Linked DNA regions of Mus musculus: region 1 is linked to region 2. A link is a contact called in public promoter capture Hi-C data. All regions are on one chromosome and are shown on one strand. The core of a region is the stretch at or near the end of the contact, and the rest is flanking DNA. Distances in the headings are between cores, read along the strand shown.

The links. Capture Hi-C pulls out chosen DNA fragments and counts their contacts.
Region 1: a contact with region 2 is called in a promoter capture Hi-C map of adipose tissue. The contact joins two enhancer-like sites. A contact is called at or near these places in 1 of 39 promoter capture datasets (liver), 12 of 484 Hi-C or Micro-C datasets (embryonic stem cells, large pre-B cells, liver and 6 more) and 2 of 9 other capture datasets (adipose tissue and liver).

The regions. Positions count from the first base shown.
Region 1 is chr7:121,118,207-121,123,265 of GRCm38.p6, forward strand. Otoa (otoancorin) reads left to right here. Exons shown (of 29, transcript NM_139310.2): 12 at 336-459; 13 at 3,662-3,877. Among named protein-coding and RNA genes, the nearest start is that of Otoa, 37 kb to the left of the region's middle. Within about 2 kb of position 2,200, at least 39 of the 459 cell types and tissues checked have an H3K27ac peak or open chromatin away from gene starts, as enhancers often do. A contact at or near this core is called in adipose tissue, where this site is marked.
Region 2 is chr7:121,001,425-121,006,251 of GRCm38.p6, forward strand. All of the region lies in intron 7 of Mfsd13b (major facilitator superfamily domain containing 13B), which reads left to right. Among named protein-coding and RNA genes, the nearest start is that of Gm25924, 21 kb to the right of the region's middle. Within about 2 kb of position 2,782, at least 22 of the 459 cell types and tissues checked have an H3K27ac peak or open chromatin away from gene starts, as enhancers often do. A contact at or near this core is called in adipose tissue, where this site is marked.

The DNA.
Region 1 (5,059 bases), core at 950-3,449, 120 kb after region 2:
GAAACTGAAAACAAGACCAGAAGCAAGACCAGGGTATACCCCCCAGATGTCTGCTCCTAGGGAGCCGCCTCCTGTAGCCATGGTTGCCACCAGCTGGGGAATCAGGTGTTCAGACACATGAGCCTGGGGGTGACATTCCACACTCAACCCATATTATTAATTGCTTTCAAATGAAAACGGTTTTGTTTGTTGAGAGCTGATGATCCAGGTAGGTGGTGCAGGATGAAGTGGGTGAGTGCTGGCTACTGTGCTGTCGTGGTGTTCATGTCTGGATTGCAGGGAAGGGTTGTGGGGCTCTGAGCAACCCCACCAGCCTTTCTCATCTTCCCACACAGGTTGGGGCTGTTGGTTTGTTTCTATGATGGTTTGGAGCTGCTGGATGCCACCCTGGCCCAAGTCCTTCTCCACCAGATGCTCAAGTGCAGCCGCCTCCGGGGCTTCCAGGCTGGCGTCCAGAAGGTACGGATGAGATGCGGGTCGCTGGGTCCTCGGCCTCAGATCCCTCACGTGGCCTGGATTTTGAGAACATGTTATTAAGCACTTCAATCCTGGCAGATGTTGTCCCCAATCCTGGAGGAGAGGAGCATAGGGGGGAATTATGAAAAGCAGTGTAGACAAAACATGGGTGTGTTGAAACACAATCAAAACAGCTAGGGCTAGTTGAAATGAGTGGTAGGAAAGTGGTCGGAGAGTCTTAGCATCTGTATGAGCACAGCCTGGTGATGGATCCTAAGGGCGATCTGCTCAGGGGTTTGGGGTAAGGCCAGCAGTGCTGACAAGTGGCTGAAGGACAGACTCCTCAGGAGTAAAGGCTCTGCCAGACTCCACCACAGGCACCAATGAAACAGGAGGGTCACAAATTCAGGGTCAGCCTGAATAAGGCCTTCTATCTATCTATCTATCTATCTATCTATCTATCTATCTATCTATCTATCATCTGTCTACACACACACACACACACACACACACACACACACACACACGAGATGTAGCTCAATGGTAGATTTTTTTTTTCATAAATTGAATTGAAGGGGCAAAAAAAAAAAAAAAAAAACCCAAACAAAAAACAACCAACCAACCAAACAAAACAACCAGTCACCAAGGCAGGGGCCAAGCTGACAACCCAAATCTGACCCCCAGAAGCACATGGTAGCAGGAGAGAGCTGGCTTCTGAAAGTGGTCCCCTGACTGTGCTTATGGGCCATGGCACATGAGCGACCCAGCTCTTGGTGAATGAATGGATGGATGTGAATGAATGGATGGATGGATGGATGTAAAAGGGAAGGTCTTCAGCTGATCCCAGCATGGGAAGGATGGGAGGAGCCCTGGGTGAGTGTCTGTTATCTACTGAGCTCCTAGACTTGTTTCTGGTCAAATTAGCAAATACAGATGGCTGCCTCCATCCCTTTCTCTCTCCGTCTATTTTAGTTTTTGAGTAAAGTTTGGTTATACACCCCTGGCTGGCTTCTAGTTTGCAATCCTCCTGCCTCAGTCACCTGAGTGCTGGGACTTCAAGCACGTGTTACTGTACCTAGCCTTTTTATTTCTATTTTTTTCTCATTCACGTTTCAGATCTTTTTTTGGTTTTTCGAGTCAGGGTTTCTCTGTGTAGCCCTGGCTGTCCTGGAACTCACTCTGTAGACCAGGCTGGTCTCGAACTCAGAAATCCACCTGCCTCTGCCTCCTGAGTGCTGGGATTAAAGATGTGCGCCACCACACTCGGCTCAGATCATTTTTTTTTTTAATTTATAAATTCGAATCATAATATTAGAATGTTAGTAAAAGAAAATCTTGGTAAAGCCACCAGTGATTCCACAGCAGTTTTTCACACAGAATTCCAAACACCTTGCTGTATTTGATGTCTCCCACCACAGTCATTTATTTGTCAAGGCCTATTTTTGTGTTCAAGGAAAACATGGGTCGGGGTGGAGGTTGGGGGGGGGGCATCTTCTGGTTCCTGGGAAACCGGTTAGGGATGCAGAGCTCAGCAGTTCTCAGACTTGAGTGCTCAGTGGGTTCAGTCCATGGCCTTCACTGGGTTCTGTGCTACCAGCTCAGATCCCTCGTGACCTGGGATTGTGTATTTCAGTCATCATGTGCTGCGAGTAAGCAGGGGATGAGAGCCACCACCCTAGTTCTCACTTCCTTCTGTGCCATGGGAACAACACTGGGGAAGGGAGCCTGCGGAAGAGAGCCTGAAACCAATTCTTCCACTTAGCTTTGCTGCCCCCCAGTGGCAACTTTGAGATTGCATATGTGAAAGTAACGTTATGTGTGCCTGAAATGAATGTTTACACAAATTTATGTGTTACAGCATAAACATTAGGCCATTTTAAACGTTATTTATTATTTATTTTTACGTAATTCTTTATTGTGTGTGTGTGTTGGTGTGCATGTTTATGTGTGTGTGCATGTTTATGTGTGCATATGTGTGCACATGAAGCCTATGGAGGCCAGAGAGCATCACTTGAGAGTCAGTTCTTTTTAATCCGCTGTGTGGGGTCTTGGATCCCGCTGAGGTCACGAGGCTTGGTAGCCAAGTAACTCCACCTGCTGAACCATCTCCCTGGCCTCTCAGTTTTTTGTTTTTATTTTTTGTACAGAGGCTATGATACAGTCGGTGAGTATATATATTACCTTCCTTACCAGAATCAGATGGGAATTCTTGACTGTAATTAGGAAAGTATATCACAACAAAAATAATTTTTTAAGACAGTTTTAGAAACACACAGAAATGTACAAGATGTGATTTAAGTGAAAGTATAAAGCATTAAGTAGTTCACATTATAAATCTGTAAGAACTTCATACTGTATATTTCTAACGACATATAGCCAGTTGGGAAGATATACACCACCCCCTCCCTCCCTCCCTCCACTCCCTCCATCCCTCCCTCATTTTCTTCCTCCCTTCCTTCCTTCCTTCCTCCCTCCCTCCCTTCCTTCCTTCCTCCTTCCTTCTTCCTTCCTTTTTTCCTTCTTTCCTTCCTTTTTTCCTTCTTTCCTTCCTTCTTTCCTTCCTTTTTTCCTTCCTTCCTTCCTTCCTTCCTTCCTTCCTCTTTCCTTCTTCCTTCCTTCCTTCCTTCCTTCCTTCCTTCCTTCCTTCCTTCCTTCCTTCCTTCCTTCCCTTTTTCCTTCTCTCCTTTGGAAAGTGTTCTATGACTGAGCCCTGTGCTCATTTGATCATTTCCATAGTTACTTTCATGAGTTTGGATTTTCACTTTATCTTTCTTGTACTGCTGAGAATTATTTCTTATGCAGATTACATATTAACATGAAAAGGCCCCTGGATAGTTCACAAAAGGAAAGCAACCAAATATATGGATATAGAGTTCAAGATCACAACAGGAAAATAGACTGCTACAAAATGCGGCATAGTCACAAGGGAATAAAATTCTTCCTGCCATGCTTGAAGGTTGATTGAACAACACATTAATATTTAAATGAAACTCAAAGTGAATTTTCAGCACATGAAAGCCAGGCCTGGAGGACGCGTTCCCAAGGGGGCCGTCACTGTCTGACCATGACCAAGAATACCGTGCTTTGCAATCCCTGGGCCCATGTCTAGGGAGGGCAGTATGGAGTCCTTATACCCAGGAGGTGGTTGGAGGGAGCTCCTGCCTTACTTTCTTTCAAGGCTCATGCCAGTTCCTTATCCTTCCAGCTCAAGGCCAACCTCTTGGACATTGCTACAGAGAACCAGACCCTCAACGAGACCCTAGGCTCTCTGTCAGATGCAGTTGTAGGTCTGACCAGCAGTCAGCTGGAATCCCTCTCCTCCGATGCAGTGCACAGCGCCATCTCTACCCTCAACCAGGTTACAGGCTGGGGCAGAAGCCAGATTGTCATCTTGTCTGCCAAATATTTGGCTCAGGAAAAGGTCAGCTGGAACTTTCAACTTTCCTGGAGTGTCTGAGGGCCAGTGTAATGTTAACTGGGTTGCTGTATAGCAAAATAACATGGAGTTAGTGGTTTAAATAACAGAGATTTTCCCCTCACAGTTTAGTGTGGTTTCATTTCGAAGCCTGTTGTTTTGGCTGTGGACCACAGCCATCTTTCTATGGATTTATGGGAACTCCATGACAGCAAACTTCATCTGTTTTTCTGTCTGTGTCTCTCTGTCTCTTGGTGTGTACATGTGTGCTCATTTGTGCAGATATGTGGTAGCCAGAGGGAGGTTGAGATGTGTTTGTCAAGCATGTCTCTACTTTGTTTTATCAAGACAGGATCTCTCGTTGAACTCAGAGCTGGCCATTTTAGCTAGACTGGCCAGACAACAAGCCTGAAGGATACACCTGTCTCGGCCTCCCACCCCAAATTCTTTTTATGTGGGTGCTTGGGACCCAAATTAGGGTCCTCATGCTTGTGCAGAAAGCCCTGTGTCTACTGAGAGCCATCTCCCTGTTCTTGTTTCTCTTTTGGTAAAGGCATTACTTCTGTCAGTTCAGGGTCCTGTCTAACTCTAATTATCTCATGACCTCGGGTTTCTATTCCTGTGCTAAAGCACACCACCAGAAGCAACTCAGGAGGGAAGGGTTTATCTGGCTTTTGGGTAACATTAGGGGAAGCCAGGACAGGAACCTGGACACAGGAACTGAAGTAGAATCTATTGAAGAATGCTTCTCACTGGCTTGCTCCTCATAGCTTAATCATCCTGCTTTCTTACATAGCTCAGGGCCATCTTCCTATAAGGGAGTGGCTTGGGCCCTCCCACATCCATCATCAATCAAGAAAACACCAGATAGGCCGGGCAGTGGTGGCCCATGACTTTAATCTCAGTACTTGCGGGGCAGAGGCAGGTGGAGTTCGAGGCCAGCCTGGTTCACAGAGCAAGTTCCAGGACAGCTACAGCTACATAGAGAAACTCTGTCTAAAACAAACAAACAAACAAACAAACAAACAAACAAACCCCCAAACCAAAAACAACCCTCACACCAGACAGGCTTGAATGGAGGCCAACTGAGGCATTTTCTAGCTTCAACCATCTAGCCAGATGTCTCTAGTCTGCATAAAACTAGCCAAGGTATCTCATGACCTCATTACAACCTAACAGTATCACATA
Region 2 (4,827 bases), core at 1,532-4,031:
ATCTGAATGCTTGAGTGTCAGCACATATTGATCCACATCCCTTTCTTCTACTTCTCAATCCAGACATCTTGTTTTTCCTCACAAATTTTTACTATGAAAAATTTTAAACAGAAAAATAGCTTAACGTGCAGAGAAAACTCTTAGAGTAAAGAATTAACACTGTACATATTTGGTTCTAAAAAGTTGTACATTTGATTATTCAATGTGCAAAGAGACACAGAGACACAGACACACACACACACAGACACAGATGCACACACACAGAGACACACACACACAGAGACACAGGTGCATACACACAGAGACACAGATGCACATTCACAGACACACACACACACACATACACACACACACACACACATACACACACACACACACACATACACACACACACACACACACACACACACACACACACACACACACCAGGAACCATATGTACATACTCTAAGGCAGGAGTTGGTTCTCTTTTTCTACTATGTGAGTCCCAGATATTGAACTTAAGTTGTCAGGCCTGGCAGCAAGTGCCTTTATTCACCAAGCCATCTTACTGGTCTCTGACCTAGAACTCTTAATCCAAGTGCTGGTAAAGTTCATATAATCTGATCGCGTTTGTTTTTGTGGTACTGGGGATTACTTTCTGGGCCTTGAGCAGCATCCCCATCATTTAATAGAATCTGAAGGAACTCTTTCATAATCTCAGCTTCTCCATGTACTAGGTGACTATTTTACTTAGTGGGAAAGTTGCTGTAAACCAAACCTAGGTAGCATTAAAAAGCCTCAAGCAAGTTTGTGGTTAGGAAGCCATGATGACAGACTCAGTCAAAGAGTCTCACGGCCACAAATCACCAATTTTATCATTGTGACAGTAAGGGAGGAAGAACAGATGTGTCTCCCTTTCTCTAATTATCTGTGTTCTCAAAAAACATAAAGGCCCAACAGTCAAAATTCTCAACTCCATTTGTACATTAGCATTACAAGCTCCAATGGCCAGGTCACACCCCAAACCAGTTCAATCTAAAACTCTAGAGGTATGATCTAGCCACCAACATCTTCTAAAGTTCCCCACCTTTTCCCATTTGTGAAGCCAAACTAAAGAACCTAGAGATTTACAGTCTTGGGAACAGCGGCTCTGAGTACTAATTCTTGTTGGCTCAGCAACATGACACGTTGGCAGTCTGACATGTTGGCAAACTAGTTTCGTGATACCGAAAGCATTTATAGAGATACAAGCACACACAGGCACTTGGGTATCATTTATCTTTTAAGTGATAACTAAACCTTGGCCTCTGGTGGCCTCATGTGGCACATACTACCTGAAAGTCCAGAGGTTAACTGTAGTACTCAGCAGGTGTGCTTTGCTGAGTTGAGATCTACCAACGTAAATACATGTCACTCTTGCAGATAAGTTTTCTAGCATCTGATCTCTCTCTCTCTCTCTCTCTCTCTCTCTCTCTCTCTCTCTCTCTCTCTCTCTCTCTAGTGTATCTCTATGTAGTCCTAGCGGTCCTAGAGATCACTAAGTTGACCAGCCTGGCCTTGAACTCACAGAGACCCACCTGTCTCGCCTCTCAAGTACTGGCATTAAAAGCATGCACCACCACACCTGGTGATTTCAGTGTTCTTTAGAGCTGTTATTTCTGAGCTAAATGTAGTGGTAATGCCAGTACTTGAGAAGCTGAGTGAGGCAGGAGATTGTATGAGCTCTAGGCCAGGTTCGGCTACATTGTGAGTTCCAGGTGTGTGTGTGTGTGTGTGTGTGCGCGTGCGTGCGTGCGCGCGAGCAAGCGTGCATGCATATGGGTATACCTGTGGCTGTCAGAAGACAACCTGTGGAAGTTGGCTCTCTCTCTTCACTCTGTGGGTCTCAGGGATCAAACTTAGATTATCAACCTTTGGGGTAAGACTCTTCACCTGCTGAGCCATTCACAGGCCATGATATTTACTTCCTAAAGGATTCAGTAATACACTTAATTCTGCAAAAATAGAGTCATCGAATTTGTTAATAGAGATCTATAATTGGGTAATTTGAACAAGAAAACCAGAATAATCCATATGGGGTAAGATATTTCATGTAGTTATAGTGGAAATGTATGACCGTGCTTGGGTATGGTAGCACACATCTGGTTTTTTTGTTTGTTTGTTTGTTCATTTTGTTTTTGAGACAGGGTCTCACTGTGTATCCCTTGCTGCCTTAGAACTTGCTATGTAGACAAGGCTGACCCAGAAATCCCCTGCTTCTGCCTCCTGAGTGCTACTATTAAAGGGGTGTGCCACCACACCTGACAGTGAGTTTGAGGCTATCTTGATCTAAATAGTAAGTTTGAGGCCAGCCAGGGCTACACAATGAGACATTGTGTTAAGAAGAAAAGAAATAGATCATCAAATGTATATAATCTCCTGCTAAAAAATTACATGAACTCTCGGGATGTTGTCCAATGGTTAATCACTTGCCAAGTGTGTATGTGATTCAACCCCTAGCATTGCAAATATGAAGCAGATAGTTTTGAAATTATAGACCAAGCTGCCAGCATATTACACAAGAGAATGCACAATTCAGCTCCAGGGTGATATGGCAAACACCTCCTCCTTTCACTTGCTCAACCAAGTAGATTTATGTTCTTCTTGGCAGACACTCATTGAATTTTTGTAGTGTTAATACTGAGCTGAGAGCTAGAGTCCTAAGGTTTGTTCTTGTTCTGCTTGCATGGTGTTAGGGAGGCAAAAGGGCAAGTCCAGTATACTGAGCTAAGTCCAGAGGTGAGAGAAGCCACAACTACAAACAAACACAAGCCTGTGACTGGCTGCTTGCATGGGATGCAGTAAACACTCCAACTCCATGTGCAGGGAGTGCCCTGCAGTCCTGACCAAACTCCTGCTGCTTCATAGAACATTAGGAATACAAAGGTCGGGCTGGTGAGATGGCTCAGTGGGTAAGAGGTACCCGACTGCTCTTCCAAAGGTCCGGAGTTCAAATCCCAGCAACCACATGGTGGCTCACAACCATCCGTAACGAGATCTGACACCCTCTTCTGGTGTGTCTGAAGACAGCTACAGTGTACTTACATATAATAAATAAATCTTAAAAAAAAAAAAAAAGAAAGAAACACCTGTCATGCTGTGCCTTAAAAAAAAAAAAAAAAAAAAGGAATACAAAGGTCCATTTTCACCAGGGGTCATAGACTGTCAGTTTTATTCACTGGATTACACTGTCATCTACTGGTGTATTGTATATAACTGATTAATAAATAAAAATCATTAGTTTAGAAATAGTTTTTGCTTAGACCTGTTATACTAGCTCACAGGGAGACTGAGGCTGGAGGATTGCCATGAATTTGAAGACAGTCTGTACTATACAGTGAGTTCCAGGCCAGTCTGAACTGTAGTATGTGAACCTATCTAAAAATCCAAACCAAGCCGGGCGTGGTGGCGCATGCCTTTAATCCCAGCACTTGGGAGGCAGGGGCAGGCATATTTCTGAGTTCGAGACCAGCCAGGTCTACAGAGTGAGTTCCAGGACAGCCAGGGCTACACAGAGAAACCCTGTCTCGAAAAAACCAAAAAACCAAACAAACAAAAAAAATCCAAAACAAAACAAAACAAAAAGAATAATGGCTTCCTGTGATCTGGTTTATATATAAGCATGTTTGTTTCTTCCTTTTTTTTTTCCATTCTTTTTTCTTTTTCCATATTAGAGATGTGACCCAGGGCTTGGGGCATATTAGGTAAATGCTCTACCAATGAGCTCAACCCCAAGCTATACAAGTATGTCAAAAATTATATATGCACCATTCCTTCTGAACTCTCTATCCTACCATAAAGATACTTGTACATCCACATTTATTGTGGTTCTATTTATTATATATAGCAATGAATTAGAACCAATCTTTGTGTCCATCTGCAGATGAATGAATAATGAAAATCTGATACATATATAAAATATTATTCAGCTCTAAAGAACACTGAAATCACCAGGTGTGGTAGCACATGCCTTTAATCCCACACATGCCTTTATTCCTAGCATGTGGAAGCCAGAGGCAAGATTTCTTTTTTCTTTTTAATTAAATTTTTAACTTTACATTCCAGTCATAATTTCCCCTCCCTCCTCTCCTCCCAATCCGTCCCACTCACCTCACCTTCCCCCATTTCCCCCTCCTTTTCTCCTCAGAGAAGGCAGTGCTTCCCACAGCTATCAACCTTCCTTGGCATGTCAAGTTGCAGTAGGACTAGGTGCATCTTCTCCTATTGAGCCTAGACAAGGCAGCCCAGTTAGGGGAAAGGGGACCAAAGGCAATAGAATCAGAGACAGCCCATGCTCCAGTAGTTAAGGGTCTCACATGAAGACTAAGTCATACACCTGTTACATTTGTGTAGGCGGCCTAGGTCCTTCCCGGGTGTGTTCTTTGTTTAGTGGTTCAGTCTGTGGAGCCCCTATGGGTCCAGGTTAGTTGATTCTGTAGGGTTTTTTTTATGATGTCCTCGACTCCTCTGACTCCTTCAATCCTTCCCCTCCCTCTTCCACAAGATTCCCTGAACTTCGCCTAATGTTTGTCTGTGGGTCTCTGCATCTGTTTCCATAGCTGCTGGGTGGAGCCTCTCAGAGGACAATTATCCTAGGCTCCTGTCTGCAAGTAAAGGACAATATTGTTACTAGTGTCGGGGGTATGCTTTCTCTCGTGGCATGGGTCTCAAGTTGGGACATATAGGTAGATATGCACCATTTCTTTTTTTTTTTTGCTGATTTTCTGTCCTGAAGTTTCATAACAGATACCTCCAAACTTATATTCATGAAAAAAGTTTAGAAAGTGACTTTTTTTCTCTTCCAAT